2 separate regions of the Mus musculus genome follow, and region 1 is linked to region 2. Evidence: chromatin contacts called from public Micro-C data. All regions are on one chromosome and are shown on one strand. The core of a region is the stretch at or near the end of the contact, and the rest is flanking DNA. Distances in the headings are between cores, read along the strand shown. Region 1 overlaps Zfhx3 (zinc finger homeobox 3). Region 2 overlaps Gm42040 (a long non-coding RNA gene).

Region 1 (6,929 bases), core at 4,339-6,838, 960 kb after region 2:
AGGCAGAGACGTCTCTCTAGGAACTGTCCAGGTTTTGGATGGAGAAGTTGCTCTCTGTGTGCTGTGATGACTCACTGTTCATGCCCTTTGGAACAGGAAGGCCTGTGCGAGCAAGGAGGCTCGTTTGAGGGCGCAGAGGCAGTCGGTCCATGTGAGCCAGGCCCTCCAGATGTCTGGACAGTGTGGGCAGGCACAGTGTTGTTCCCAGGAGGTGGCGGGGAACGGAGAGTCCAAGTGATGACATCCTTGGTGATGTCATCAGGCACTGATGGGGGAAAGAGTGTGTTTGTTCCAAGGGGTGTGTGTGTGTGTGTGTGTGTGTGTGTGTGTGTGTAGAGTCACTGGACATAGCACTTGTATATGCTTGTACCTGGTGCCACTCTGAGGTCAGAAGACAAATCACAGTGTCAGATCTCTGGGGGCTATGAAGTACCCTATGGGTGCTGGGCACTGACTTTGTAAAAGCAGTAAGAACAGTAAGCCATGGAGCCATCTCTCTAGTTCTGTTTTCTCTCCCCCTCTATTCCTCTGCCTTCCTTGTACCTCTTTTCTCGAGACAGTGTTTTATTTATACCAGGCTGGCCTTGAACTTACTACTTAGCTAAGGATGGTCTTGAACTCCCCACTCCTCCTGCCTCTGCTCTGCCCCTGGGAGTGCAGGTGTGCACCAGCAGGCACATGTTACTCAGACCTGGGGAAGGGACCCAGGGGGCCTCCTGCTTGCTAGACAAGCACTCTAGCAGCTGGATTATATACATGTCAGACCTCCGTGGCACATGTTCTCAGAGCTAAGTCAAAATGTCAATGGAGCTGACCAGATTCTTTTAGCCTTTGCTTCTTGGCTTATCTTTCCTGATGTCCCCAAAGGCAGAGTATCTTTTTTTTTTTTTTTTTTTAATTAGACTGCATGAAGGGCTGTGCCTGGGCAGGTGCTATCTGCAGGTGCTGCCTGCAGGTGCTGCCTGCAGGTGCAAAGGCCTAGCAGAGTGTGTCCTCAGGACAGTGCTCAATAGCTCACTAGGAGCTGGAACTGTCAGGGTAGGTTGGGCTAGGGTTCCTAAAAAGACAGGTTAGGGGATAAGAGAAGGCATCATTTAGCTACCTAGCCAGCCAGGGCCTTGATGGGGGAGCCCAGGAAAATATAGGAAAGAACTGTGTTGGCAAGATCTCAATGGCTTGGCTGGGGCCACCACGAGGATAGAGGACAGGAGTGAACTTGGAATGTTTTCAGATAATCCTTTAAGCATTTCTTCTCCTTCAGCCAGGAGAGGATACTCTTCTGGGGCATCTTTCCGTACCCGCCTCTCTGGACCCAAACAAAGACAAGACGCTTCTCCCCACCCCCACCCTGTGTGCTTGTTGCCCAAGTGTACAGGAAACCCCAAATCTGGCTCGGGGTACCATGCTAATCACTGTCTTCTAGTGTCCCTGTGTCATATCAAAGCTGTATTTAAGGATGAGAAGTGACCAGCCAACATGGTGGATATGTACCTGAACTTGGATGGCAGATACCAGGTCCACTATTAACACAGGAGTAGGGGCATTCTGCCTGAGTGACGCTCTTCTCACCAGGGCGTGAGAGGACAGTCTTACTTAGTTCCAGCAGAGGTTAAAGATTGACTATCGATGGACGTTCATATGGGAGGAGTTGGTGCTGGTGTTTTGGGCTTTAAAGGAGGCCATGCGTTTGTCATATGGTACGATCTAAGGAAGATGAGGGTCGGGGGGCTGACTTTTAGGAGTGGGCACTTCAGAAGAAACAAAGGTGTGTGTATGTGAAAGGAAACTGGTCAAGTAGTGCAGTCTCTGCACCTCGACCAATCAGAAGCCGTGCTGGCCGAAACTCACCTTCCCTTTTCAGGATACATGGTCATGTTTTCACAAGCCAGGAGACTGAGCAAGAACCTTTTATGGAATCGTGGTTAGTTTTCAAAAACTCTATTGCCTTGCCTGAGGTGGTGCCTTGTACAAGCCACCAAACATGAATGTTTAAATCCTATTGAGTAATCTCACTTATCCCAAACCTGAAAACCATACTGTAATAGATCATGTATTTTTGTTAATGTATTATTATTATTATTATTATTATTGGTCAGTTGTTAACATGAAGACTGGGAAAGAGTCAACCAGGAGAATTGGGAGCATGGGTTTGGGGGTGTTTCACCTGGGTAGATGTCTGGCCTGTGATGGAAAGAACTGAGTACATTAGGACTAAGGCCCTAGTAGGATTCACTGTGCAATGTGAGAACAGTCAAAGCATGGGAACCATTAGGTAGTTGCTCTACAGCAATACATTTTCTGTCTGCCTGGCCTTTGGTGGGCTGTCCTGTATACTGTTGAACCTCCATTTGGCCCCAAATGGCCTGTCCCTGAGTGGTGTGTAAAATCTAGTCCTGGAAAGCTGGTTCCTCTGGAGGTGTTGGGCAATTGGGGCCGGCGGGCAGCCAGCTTCTGATGTGGTTGGGCTGCCTGGCTCACACCTTTCAGGTGCTGGAGAGATGGCGAGATCCAATGGCCCCAGGCTACCACTGAGGCGGGCAGGATGCCACCACCTTCCTGAACCGCCTCCTCTCTTTGTCTTCAGGAGCCCAGTGGGCACGGGCTTGGCTTTCCAGTTCTTCAGACAGGCTGCTGGGCTGGCATCGTGGCCAGGCTATAGGCCAGCCCACCTGTGGGATGTATTTATTGGGCAAGGTTGGTTGGCCTAGTATCTGCCCACTTGGGAAGAGAACTGTCTTGATTGTTTTATTTTAGCTCAGGGTCTTATATTGGATCAAGTAAAAAATGTTTCTTTGGCTTGTTTTGGATATTTGTCAATCTCATATTCAGTAGGCTATCCTGGGAGGTTTTTTACTAAGTACTTGAACTTAGGGTTTCTGTGACTGTATTTTTGAATGATAGGGGGGAAAATTAGGTCCAGTTAGCTCCCAGGAGCTAGAGACAGGTGTGACTCTCCTGAGGTTGTCAGGAGTGTCCTTGTTCCTTAAATCAAGGAGGATTATGTTAGATTTTCTTATTGGTGGTGTAAGGAGTGAGTACAAGTTCGGTGTTCTAAGCTAACACACATTGTCTCACAGCCAGAGCTCCAGAAATTTACAGCATCAGCTTGACCGGGTTGGAGGTAGGGTGGATCCTTCTGGAGTTCTGTGAAGCGTGTTCTTATCTTCCTACGTTCCCGGGGAAACCCGCATTCCTTGGCTGCTGATCTTTCCCCCACATGCCTCTCTGCTTCATTCTGTTTTTACCTGTGCACTGGGTCTTGTCCTTTGTCCCTGACTTAAGGAACCCTGTGATTACAGCAGGGCCATCTTGATAATCCAAGATAATGTGTCCTATTTGGAGATCCTTAACTCTATCCCATCTTCAAGGTCTCTTCTGCCATATAAGGCAATACACTCCCAGATCCAGATAAGTCAGATGCGGGCATGTTGGAAGGCTGGTCTTTAACTCACAGTGGGGTGCTGTGGGGGAGCTGCTGTAGTTGGTGGGTCTGGAAGTGTGTGGTTGGAGGGTAAAGGTGATGCCAGCGCTACACACTGACATCTTATGTTATCTCTACCTGTCTCACTAAAGACCATCTCTTAGAAATAGGGAGGGAGGCTTAGATGCAAACTTTAGAAGCCTCTCTCCTTCCCAAGCAGTGTGGTATTTATTGTTTGGCTAAAACTATAGTATGTTGAGCTCCTAAGGGTAGAAGTTGAGAGAGAAAGGAGGAGAGAGTATGTAAAGGGTCTTCACGTGAGTCTGTGGCGGATGAGCTCAGGCAGTGTAGAAGGAAGCAAAGGTTACAGTTAGATGGGCGTGGTGTGTTGGTCACTTAGAGGGGACAGGCAGGAAAGTGTGCATGGTGGTGGTTTCCTCTCCACCTTCCTTGTACTAGAGATGATCAGGGGATGTGGGAATGACTGGTCTGTGACATAGCGTCAAAAATGGAGCCAGATGACAGGCCTCATGGCTTCATTGTGACTTTTTTGGCAGTTTTTAGGGGAGCAAGGAATCCTGATTCGGTTTCTGGAGTGCGTTTTCCATCTGTGGGTGCATTTTCTACTAACCAGGGTCATGCAGATGGTTCATTTCTTGGCCAGACTCTAGAGGTATTCTTTTTACTTTTTAATTTTTTTTATTTTTTGGTTTTTCGAGACAGGGTTTCTCTGTGTAGCCCCGGCTGTTCTGGAACTCACTCTGTAGACCAGGCTGGCCTTGAACTCAGAAATCCACCTGCCTCTGCCTCCCAAGTGCTGGGATTAAAGGCGTGTGCCACTATGCCTGGTTCTAGAGGTATTCTTAAGAACTTAGTGGAACTGATTTTTTGGGGGTGGTGGTGGGTGTGGGTGAGTTAGAATTATTAATAATATCATGGAGCAGTGTATTAAGTTCTAGGTAAGCATCTCCCTCCACCACCAGGTGCTGGGACTTGAACCCAGGGACGTGTGGCAAGCACAAGTTCTCCCACTGAGCTAACCACCCACTCTCTAGGGAAGAATCGCCAGGGCAGAAATCTTGGGTAATGATGTTCCCAGATTGCAACACTCTCAAAACTGGGAGATAACACGATTTTCTTTTTCGACTCAGTTACCAAGATCAAGAAGTCTTTCCAGGTTAGAGCAGTGTCTGCTCTTCCAGAGGTTGGATTGGCAGCACCTACAGGGTTGTGTACCTTCCTCTGTAACTCCACTTTCAATACTGGGGACGCAAGGCTTGCACACAGTGCATTTGCAACCAGGCAGGCAAAACACTCATATATAAAACAACCCCCCCCCAAAAAAAAAGGGAAAATAAAAACTTAAGGTTACTCTTTTAAGAAGAGTTAGTTTCAGCCAAGTTCCAAGAAGAACTTAGAGGAATTTAGTCCTGGCCGCCAGTGGGCATTAGGCTCTAGACTCAGGCTGAGTTGAGACCCAGCACAGCCAAGTTCTGGAGATGAACGGGGTGTACGGTTTCTGCTTACTGCAGGATGTTCCTGTCCGTGCTTTGGTGTTGGAGAATTGAGGCAGGGTCCCCTGTCAGGCGGGTTCGGCCTCTGACCGTGGCAGTGTAGACACTGGTTCAAGCTGCCTCTGCTTTTCAGTGTTTCTGACATTTGCCTGCAGCATTTAGCATGATTTCATCTTTTTTTGGTTTCGTGAGCCGATAGTGTCCCTTCCGGTACAGATTCTTGTTTTGGTAGCCGTGGAAAATGCTTCCTCTTTGGGCTTAGGAAACAACTGTCAGTTTTCTAGACCTAGACAGGAACTTATCCAGTAGTCCCAGAGTGTCCGTGAAGACCTCCCTTAGTAGCAAAACTGGCGTGTTCCCACCAAAAGGCATCTACAAAGGACATCTTAATTCTACATATGCCTTTAAAAATTATTTATTTTTATTTATTTATATAAATTGCAGCATTATCTCTTGGGAAAGATTTACCTTAAATCTTAAAAAAAAAATCTACCCCTAAGTTTACAGCATTAGCACATATGTAGTGCCAGCCCTTGTGGTACTTAGTTTAGGAGGTGAATGGATCCGGTGGGTCAGACCTTCTGGACACTGCTACTCTGAGGGTGTAGCTTCCAAAGACAGACCCGACATATTCAGCAGACTGGAGATTCCTGGCTGCCAGCTCAGTTCTTTTATGAGGTGTCTAGAGTCAGCTCCCCAGAGAGGAGGAGGCTAAGATGAGGTCACCTGGTCCTGCAGGTCAGCAGGGGAGGTTCTGCCCTGGGGCTGTGTGCCCAGTCCTTGGATAATGCGGTATTTTCGCTTTAATGCATCTGAAATGTGGATTATACTATTAATTACTGCAGGACAAAACAGGATTAGTGCAGCTGCTCCGCTCTCCTCTCTGCACTTTTACACTTCCCCTTTGCTAGGGACCAGCCAAAAGGGCAGTTGGTTTTCCTGTGGTCTCTCTTTTGTCTTAGCCGCAGGGGGTGCTGAACCTCTGGGGCTCAGAAGACAGAGAATGTGAGCGAGGCCGCCAGGCTTGCAGGGGCCAGGGGTGGGGTGGTTTCCTTCCCTATAGCTGGGGCTTTTTTTTTTTTTTTTCTATGTTCTGAGGGTGTCTGGAGGGTGGCCTGGCCTCTGTAGGAAGAGTTGTTACAGTCTCTGAGCTGTCAGGTTTCTGCAGCTGGAGTCGTGGTGCCACAGAGTGTTGTTCTGTGTGTGGAAGCCCACAGGCATCCAGTGGGTTGAGACTTTCTTATGTAGTGAGAACTTAGAGAAAGGAGACTTGTGGGATGGCTCACGGGGGTAGGGGTGGGGTGAGGGGGGAGAGCTTGGTCCATCTCAATCCATACTCACACACACACACACACACACACACACACACACACCACACAGACACATATACAGAGACACAGACATACACACACAGACATACACAGATACACAGACAGACACACACAGATACACAGACAGACACAGATACACATCCAGACAGACACAGAGACAAATAGACACACACACAGATTCATATATACAGACACACAGAGAGACACAGAGCCACACAGACACACACACATATAGACACAGAGACAGACACACAGACACACACTTTCTTTTTATTTTTAAAAAGTGTAATGGGAAGGCCTTGACTTAGGCTGCTTGTCTCTAGCCAGTGTGTGAGGGTGGAGACTAGCGGCCTGCAATGAGGTAATGCCCTTTGTATTTTGAGAAGCTCTAAATCCCCAAGCTTGGCTACTTCTCCCTTATCTTTGCATAAAGCATTATAGATTTTAAGTAATATATGATTACATTTTCTATTTTTCCCATATTCAAGCTAGTGTGCTCATTTTTCATCCATATGGAATGAATTTTTTTTTTAAGTGGATGAGGCGTTAAATAACCACACCTCACTAACAGTGTTCCCAAGAGTGCATAACTTGGTAGTGTTTGCAGTTCTGTAGAATGTAATAATCTGTCGTGTGCAGGCGTGTGGATTTCTGTTTACTGGC
Region 2 (6,090 bases), core at 3,431-5,930:
TGGTTTTTCTGGAGTCCAACTTCTTGAGTTCTTTATATATATTGGATATTAGCCCCCTATTAGATTTAGGATTGGTAAAGATCTTCTCCCAATCTGTTGGTTGAAAAGGCATATATTTAAATTTCATTTCTATAGTAACTTGCATGTATTTACATAGATAATAAATTGAGACCTCTCCATCTCAAGGCTCTGTTGTAGTCATAAACTACCTAGTCTTGACTTTCTAGATAAGATCATGTAAATTGGGATTTCATCTCCGAGTAAGATACTTGCCCTGTCTCTGACTCAAAGCAACTTAAGGGGAGGAAAAGGTTTATTTTATCTCACTCTTCTAGGTTTTAGTCCATCTTTGAGAGATGTTGAGAAAGGAACTCAAGACAGTGAGCTTGAAGGCAGGCCCACTTCCTATTGCACACAGCATTACCTCCAACTGAGGAACTTACAGCCAAAGATGGAAGTCTGAGAACCTGGGGTCTGCTGTTTGCTGGCTGGAAGGCAGTGTGATAGTATGAATGGGAATGACCCCCCAGGCTCTTGTTTTAATGCTTGCTCCCCATTTGGTAGAACTGTTTGGGAAAGAGTAGTAGGAGGTGTGGCCTTGTTGAACGATGTATGTTATTGGGGGTAAGGTTTGAGGTTTCAAAAGACCATGTCATGGCCAGTTAGTGCTTACCCATGGCTCTCAACCTGTGAGTCACTACTTCTTTGGAAGTTGCTTATCAGATATCCTACATATCAGATATTTACATTACCATTCATTATAGTAGTAAAATTACAGGAAGTAGCACTAAAAATAATTTTATGGTCGGGGTCACCACAACATGAAAAATTATATTAAAGTGTCATAGCATTAGGAAGATTGAGAATCATTGCTCTAAACTATAAGTAAGTCCACAATTAAACATTTTTCTTTTTTTTTTTTCCCTAAGGAGCTTGGTCTTGGTGCTTCATTATGGCAACTGAAAAGTAACTAAGATAATCAGGGTTTGTTAAGTTGGTTTTTGTCTACAGTTCAGGACCATCTGCCTAGGGAATGGTGCCACCTTCAGTGACCTGAGTCCTCCTACATCAATTAACAATCTAAACAGTGCTTCTTGAACACTGCCGCAGGCTAATCTGATCTAGACAATTTCTCAGTTGAGATTCTCTTCCTAGGTAATTCTGTGTTGTGTCAAGTTGATAGTCAAAGCTAACCAGGATTACATTGTTCTCTTAAGTCCCATTGTGTGGCCATGGATACATGGCCTCATATCTGTGTATAGATGATGTCACACACATCATCTATGTGTGCACAGTCATGCTCTGTGAAAACTCATAGACCTTCTTGAAAGGAATTTCGCCAGCAGAGGCAGAAAGAGATACTGGGATTCTATCAGGGACTGCATCGCCTCTGAACACCTGCAAACTGAATTTGCAGTGTTTTGTTAACCAACTTTTGTGACTTCCTGTAATGCACATTTCCTCTTCTTCCTCCTTTGCCTTCTTCATCTTCCTCATCTTCTCTTCTTCCTGCCTTCCATTATAACATTTTCTTCCTCCTGTCATGAATTGTTCTGAAATGTTCTTTATCTCAGCACAAGGATTTGTAACTCAGCATTGTAACAATCCTACATTGCTAGGTGCAGATGTCCCTCATTTTGTGGTAGGTAGGCAAGCTAGGTGACTTTTCAGAATGACAAAACTCATCAAAGGACTGTACACAGTCTCTCAGTGGTTTGGTAATCCAGACCTTTTGTCTCAGATCTCTTCCTAAGACTGCAGGCACCCACAGACTGTTTACTTGCTAGGAGGACCATGACTGCTGGTGGGGCTGAGCATGGTATACGCCACTGATACAGTTCAACCCCTCAATTACCTGTCTTGCCATCTTGCCATCTTGCCTAGGAAGGATGTAAGCCCTTGAACAAAGGACCCCAAGACCTTGATGGAACAGTTCCTGTAATTCCCTTAAGTCTTACCTTTTTCACTTTCTCCAATCCCCTGTAGAACTGTTCATTCACAGACTAAGTGTTACTGTTGAGTGCTGTCTGTATGCTGGATGCCCATTGCCACCCAGTCTAATAGGGCATCTCATTAATTAGAGGGCAATTAAAATATAGAACAATGGGTCTTTCCACTGAGCTAGTTCAAGGCAAATGAACTGGCTGTTGTTTTTTCAGTGGTCCCGAGTTGGCTAAAACTACAACTAAGACTTAAGTCTTTAATTAAAAAGTAATTAAAATGTCATTACATTATCTTCCCCCTTTCTTTCTCTCCCTCTAATCACCCTCAAGTTCCTTCCCATCAGCCCCTCCCATGCCCCTCCCTCTCAAACACATGACTTCTTTTTCATTGATTATTATTGTTATTGTTTTACACACACCCACACACCCACACACACAGACACACATACAAATACTACCTGCTGAATTCATTTAGTCTTGCTTATATGTTTGTGATTTTTAGGGCTGACCATTTGGTATTGGATAACCAGTTAGGAGCCTCATCTCTGGGAAGGACTAATTTTCCATCACTCAGCAGTCATTAGTTGCCTGTAGTTTTTTGTTTAGAGATGGGGCCCTGTGAGATTATCCCCTTCCAGGTTAGCATGTCCACTGATGTCGTTATTGTTTTGATCAACTTTCTAGGCAGCCGTACTGCTGAGGTGTTGCCTCCCTCCCATTTCTAGGAGACACAATCTCACAGAAGAATTCCTGGTCCTCTAGGTCTTACAATCTTTATACTTCCTCTTCTTTGGTGTCCCTGAGCCTTAGGAGCGGAAGTTATGTTGTATATATATGTCAGTTGGTGTCAGGCACCACATGATCAGTTGGTCTCATTTTGATTGGTTGTGGTTTTCTGTAATGTCTTTGCTGCAAAAGAAACCTCTTTAATGAAGAGTGAGAGCCACACTTCTCTGTGGGTATAGGGACTTTTAGAATGCAGTTAGAAGTTATGCTCTAGTAAAGTGTTGATAGTAGGATCTCCCCTATGGACCATGAGTTTGCTAGCCCTAGGTAAGTGATTATTAACAGGCATGGTTTACTTCTTGTTGAGCAGGCCTGGGGTCTAATTAGAGTGCTATTGGTTACTATAAAGATACAAATGCCCCTGTTTCACATTTAGGGGTGTCTTGCCATGCTGGTCATGGCTGTGGTTCCTGTGTGTCACTGCCAGCTAAGACATCTGATTGCTTCCCTCCACCCTCAGCTTACACAGTACCTTCTAATAGTCTGGAACTTAGACCCCAGGGAGGTGGTTTTCAGGTCAGATTCAGATATGTCTTTTGCATTCTGGTCCAAACTATGGTGCCTTCAGCAACAGGGAGGTGTTCAAAGACAACAGCAATCGCCTTGTTTTGAGAGTTATCTTCAAGTAACTTGACCAACAACATGAGAGGTTTCTTGTGCCTGGCACTGGGGTTTTATTATATATTCTATGGGTCACATGGAGGAGCAATGTCAGCCCAGTGGCTTGATTTCACTTAAGATATGTGTGTGTGTGTGTGTGTGTGTGTGTGTGTGTGTGTGCACGAGTGTATGTATAATTTCATTTAATATGTTTGTGTGTCTGTGTGTGTATAATTGGTACAAATAGAGAATATGGCTCCTTAAGGCTTTTTCAAACATCCTTAGTATTATTTGTCCTTTCTCTCTCCTCCTCCTTCTGTATTGACCTCCAAAATCCTGTCTATCTATCCATGCAGGTTGTTTACATTGTATCTTTGAAAAGGCCAGGATGCTATGCCTCTTAGTTACACAGTGGATTTCCAAGTATTTACTTGACTAAAGGAGCTTGGGAACAGATTTTTTTTCTCTCCTGTCACTTTGACACACTGGCAAATTCTCAGAAAACCTGCATCTGCCCGGACATGACAAGTCAGGAGGTTTGCTTCACTGTAGTGGAATTTTAAAAGCTTGTCCTCCCTCTCATTTATTTAGTTTGTTCAAACTAACAAACACTTGCAAGTAGGTCAGCGCTACCTCTGCGGAACAGAGCATTTTTCTAGAAATGACTAGAATGGTGAGAAAGGCGGAAGTTCTGGAGATGGGGCATCAGATGGTGGTTAATGCTCACCATGGCTTTGTCCCAGCTGCCAGTGTTGGGGATATGGAAGATGCTAGACCCATTATTAAGTCTGTTGTAGAGCAGGCAAGAATGGGGGCAGTCATGGGAATCAGGGAAGAGAGTGGCTGAGGGACTTTCTCTGGTTAGCGCATCTGAAACTTGTCACATTTACTACCCATCCCCTGAATCTGTGACACCAGATCCATTGAAGACGGATTACTGTTGTCACTCTGGCAAGCTGTCATAGATTTTCAACAGAAAATAGAGACCACTTACAGCTTAGGCCATAATTCTTTTACGGGTTTTAAAAATGTTTAAGAAAGAAAGATCTTGAGGGAAAAGGCAATGGATTGATGGAATGTTCGGGCCAAGAAGAATTCAAATGAGTGAAAATGGTATTTTGAGTTTGTTTTGTGGCCAGTAACTATGGGATGTGCTTTCCCCACTTCCTGTCATATTATGCTTTGAATAATTCTCTGTATCTCCTCCTTTGGACAATTAGTAGTGCTGGAGACTGTGGACTGTAGCTACTTCCAAAAGATTGTGCTGTTGAAATTAACCTGGGTATGCTGTTTTAGTACATTGTTGCCAGCCCCGGACAAGCTCTGACCCTGAGTAACCACATCTCCCCCACAACATCTGCTGCGATTGCCTAAAAAGTTCAATGAGTCACTCCTCCTAGCAGGCACCACTAGAGAGAAAAGAAGGCAGCCTTCAGTCTCTCATGCTGTAATACAAATCTCCCAGGTTCCAGCTGAGAACTCAGATTTCTGGGATGTCTGTAGAGACAGAAAGAAGCAGTCTGAGAACAAGTTCTAATCCCCGGCACCATGTGGTTGCTGGGATTTGAACTCAGGACCTTTGGAAGAGCAGTCAATGCTCTTAACTGCTGAGTCATCTCTCCAGCCTGTTTTTTAAATATTTCAAGATATTTGCTTACTAACAAATACCCTGCTGCCACACCCCACTGCTTGAAGTCCTTAAAACAAGTAAGTATCAGTTCTAGCAACTAAACAAGTCTATTACAGGAGTCAATCAATGAATGACTTATTGGCCACAGATATGTGCCCAGGAATTTTCCTCCTGGAAGACAGAAAGGGCAATCTGTTAATCCATATTTTGCTTTCTACTTATAAGAACCCGAGGCAAGCAATTAGGACTTTTGCTATTCGAGGATGCAAATGTGTATGATGAATGGTGGCCATTATTTTAATCTCGCCTCTGTCATTTCACGGTTGCATTATGACCACTTGTCTGATGTATTTAATTTCCTAAATTTGTGTTCCATGAAAAATGGAAACTGTATTGATTTAACATCAGAAAAATGTACAGCAGTTAATAGAAAAAAAGCTGCATCTAATTTTGTTAATAAACTATAGATGGCAAAATGACATGCAGTTTGGATTTCCGAAGCACTCGGAACTCACATCTTTCTGTAATATTAATTATGTAGTTTTAGAGTTTTTTTTGGCAAGAGAATAACTCTATGTTGTGATATCTTTGCATTATTGTTCCTCAAAGTAGGTCTAAAATGTTAATATAAATGGAGCAAATTCCCTGGTGGGTTGTACAGTAAGCCAGAGGGTGTAATGTTTGCCTTAGAGGATGTTCCTATGAAGATTTTCAGAACAGACCCTCTGGCCATTGGGAGTACCCTCAACCTTGACACATAGAGATTGTATTTATGTCAACTGACACACATTTGTCTTTATATGTCACGAGTTCAAACGTGGTTTATTCAGATTATATCCAGAAGCACTGTGAGGTTTAGTAGTCAATGCTGGGAGCATGTCTGTGATCCAGGCCCCTCTATTTATACACTGTGCTGTGTTTAATTAGTTATCCTATGTCTCAGTTTCTTTAACTGTAAAATGGGGTCAGATTAAAACCTCAAACAGAGTAAGAACATATGTATTAAGGGGTCCAGGAATTCAGGTTTTCTGAATTGGGGAGAGATGAGATTTGGTCAGAAGTTCCAGGATTGATCCAGAATGTACAACAGAGAGCCTGATTGATCTAGGATGTACGATGGAGAGCTTGGCC

Evidence for each region. A called contact is a pair of places that touch in the nucleus more often than the background predicts.
Region 1: a Micro-C map of muscle stem cells shows a contact between it and region 2, with 12 times the contacts expected there. The contact joins two enhancer-like sites. A contact is called at or near these places in 1 of 484 Hi-C or Micro-C datasets (muscle stem cells) and 2 of 115 datasets of contacts at active chromatin or transcription factors (astrocytes and embryonic basal ganglia).

Annotation. Positions count from the first base shown.
Region 1 is chr8:108,743,268-108,750,196 of GRCm38.p6, forward strand. The region is part of intron 1 of Zfhx3 (zinc finger homeobox 3); the gene reads left to right. Among named protein-coding and RNA genes, the nearest start is that of Zfhx3, 32 kb to the left of the region's middle. Within about 2 kb of position 5,589, at least 105 of the 459 cell types and tissues checked have an H3K27ac peak or open chromatin away from gene starts, as enhancers often do. A contact at or near this core is called in muscle stem cells, where this site is marked.
Region 2 is chr8:107,787,786-107,793,875 of GRCm38.p6, forward strand. All of the region lies in intron 1 of Gm42040 (a long non-coding RNA gene), which reads left to right. Among named protein-coding and RNA genes, the nearest start is that of Gm42040, 12 kb to the left of the region's middle. Within about 2 kb of position 4,681, at least 23 of the 459 cell types and tissues checked have an H3K27ac peak or open chromatin away from gene starts, as enhancers often do. A contact at or near this core is called in muscle stem cells, where this site is marked.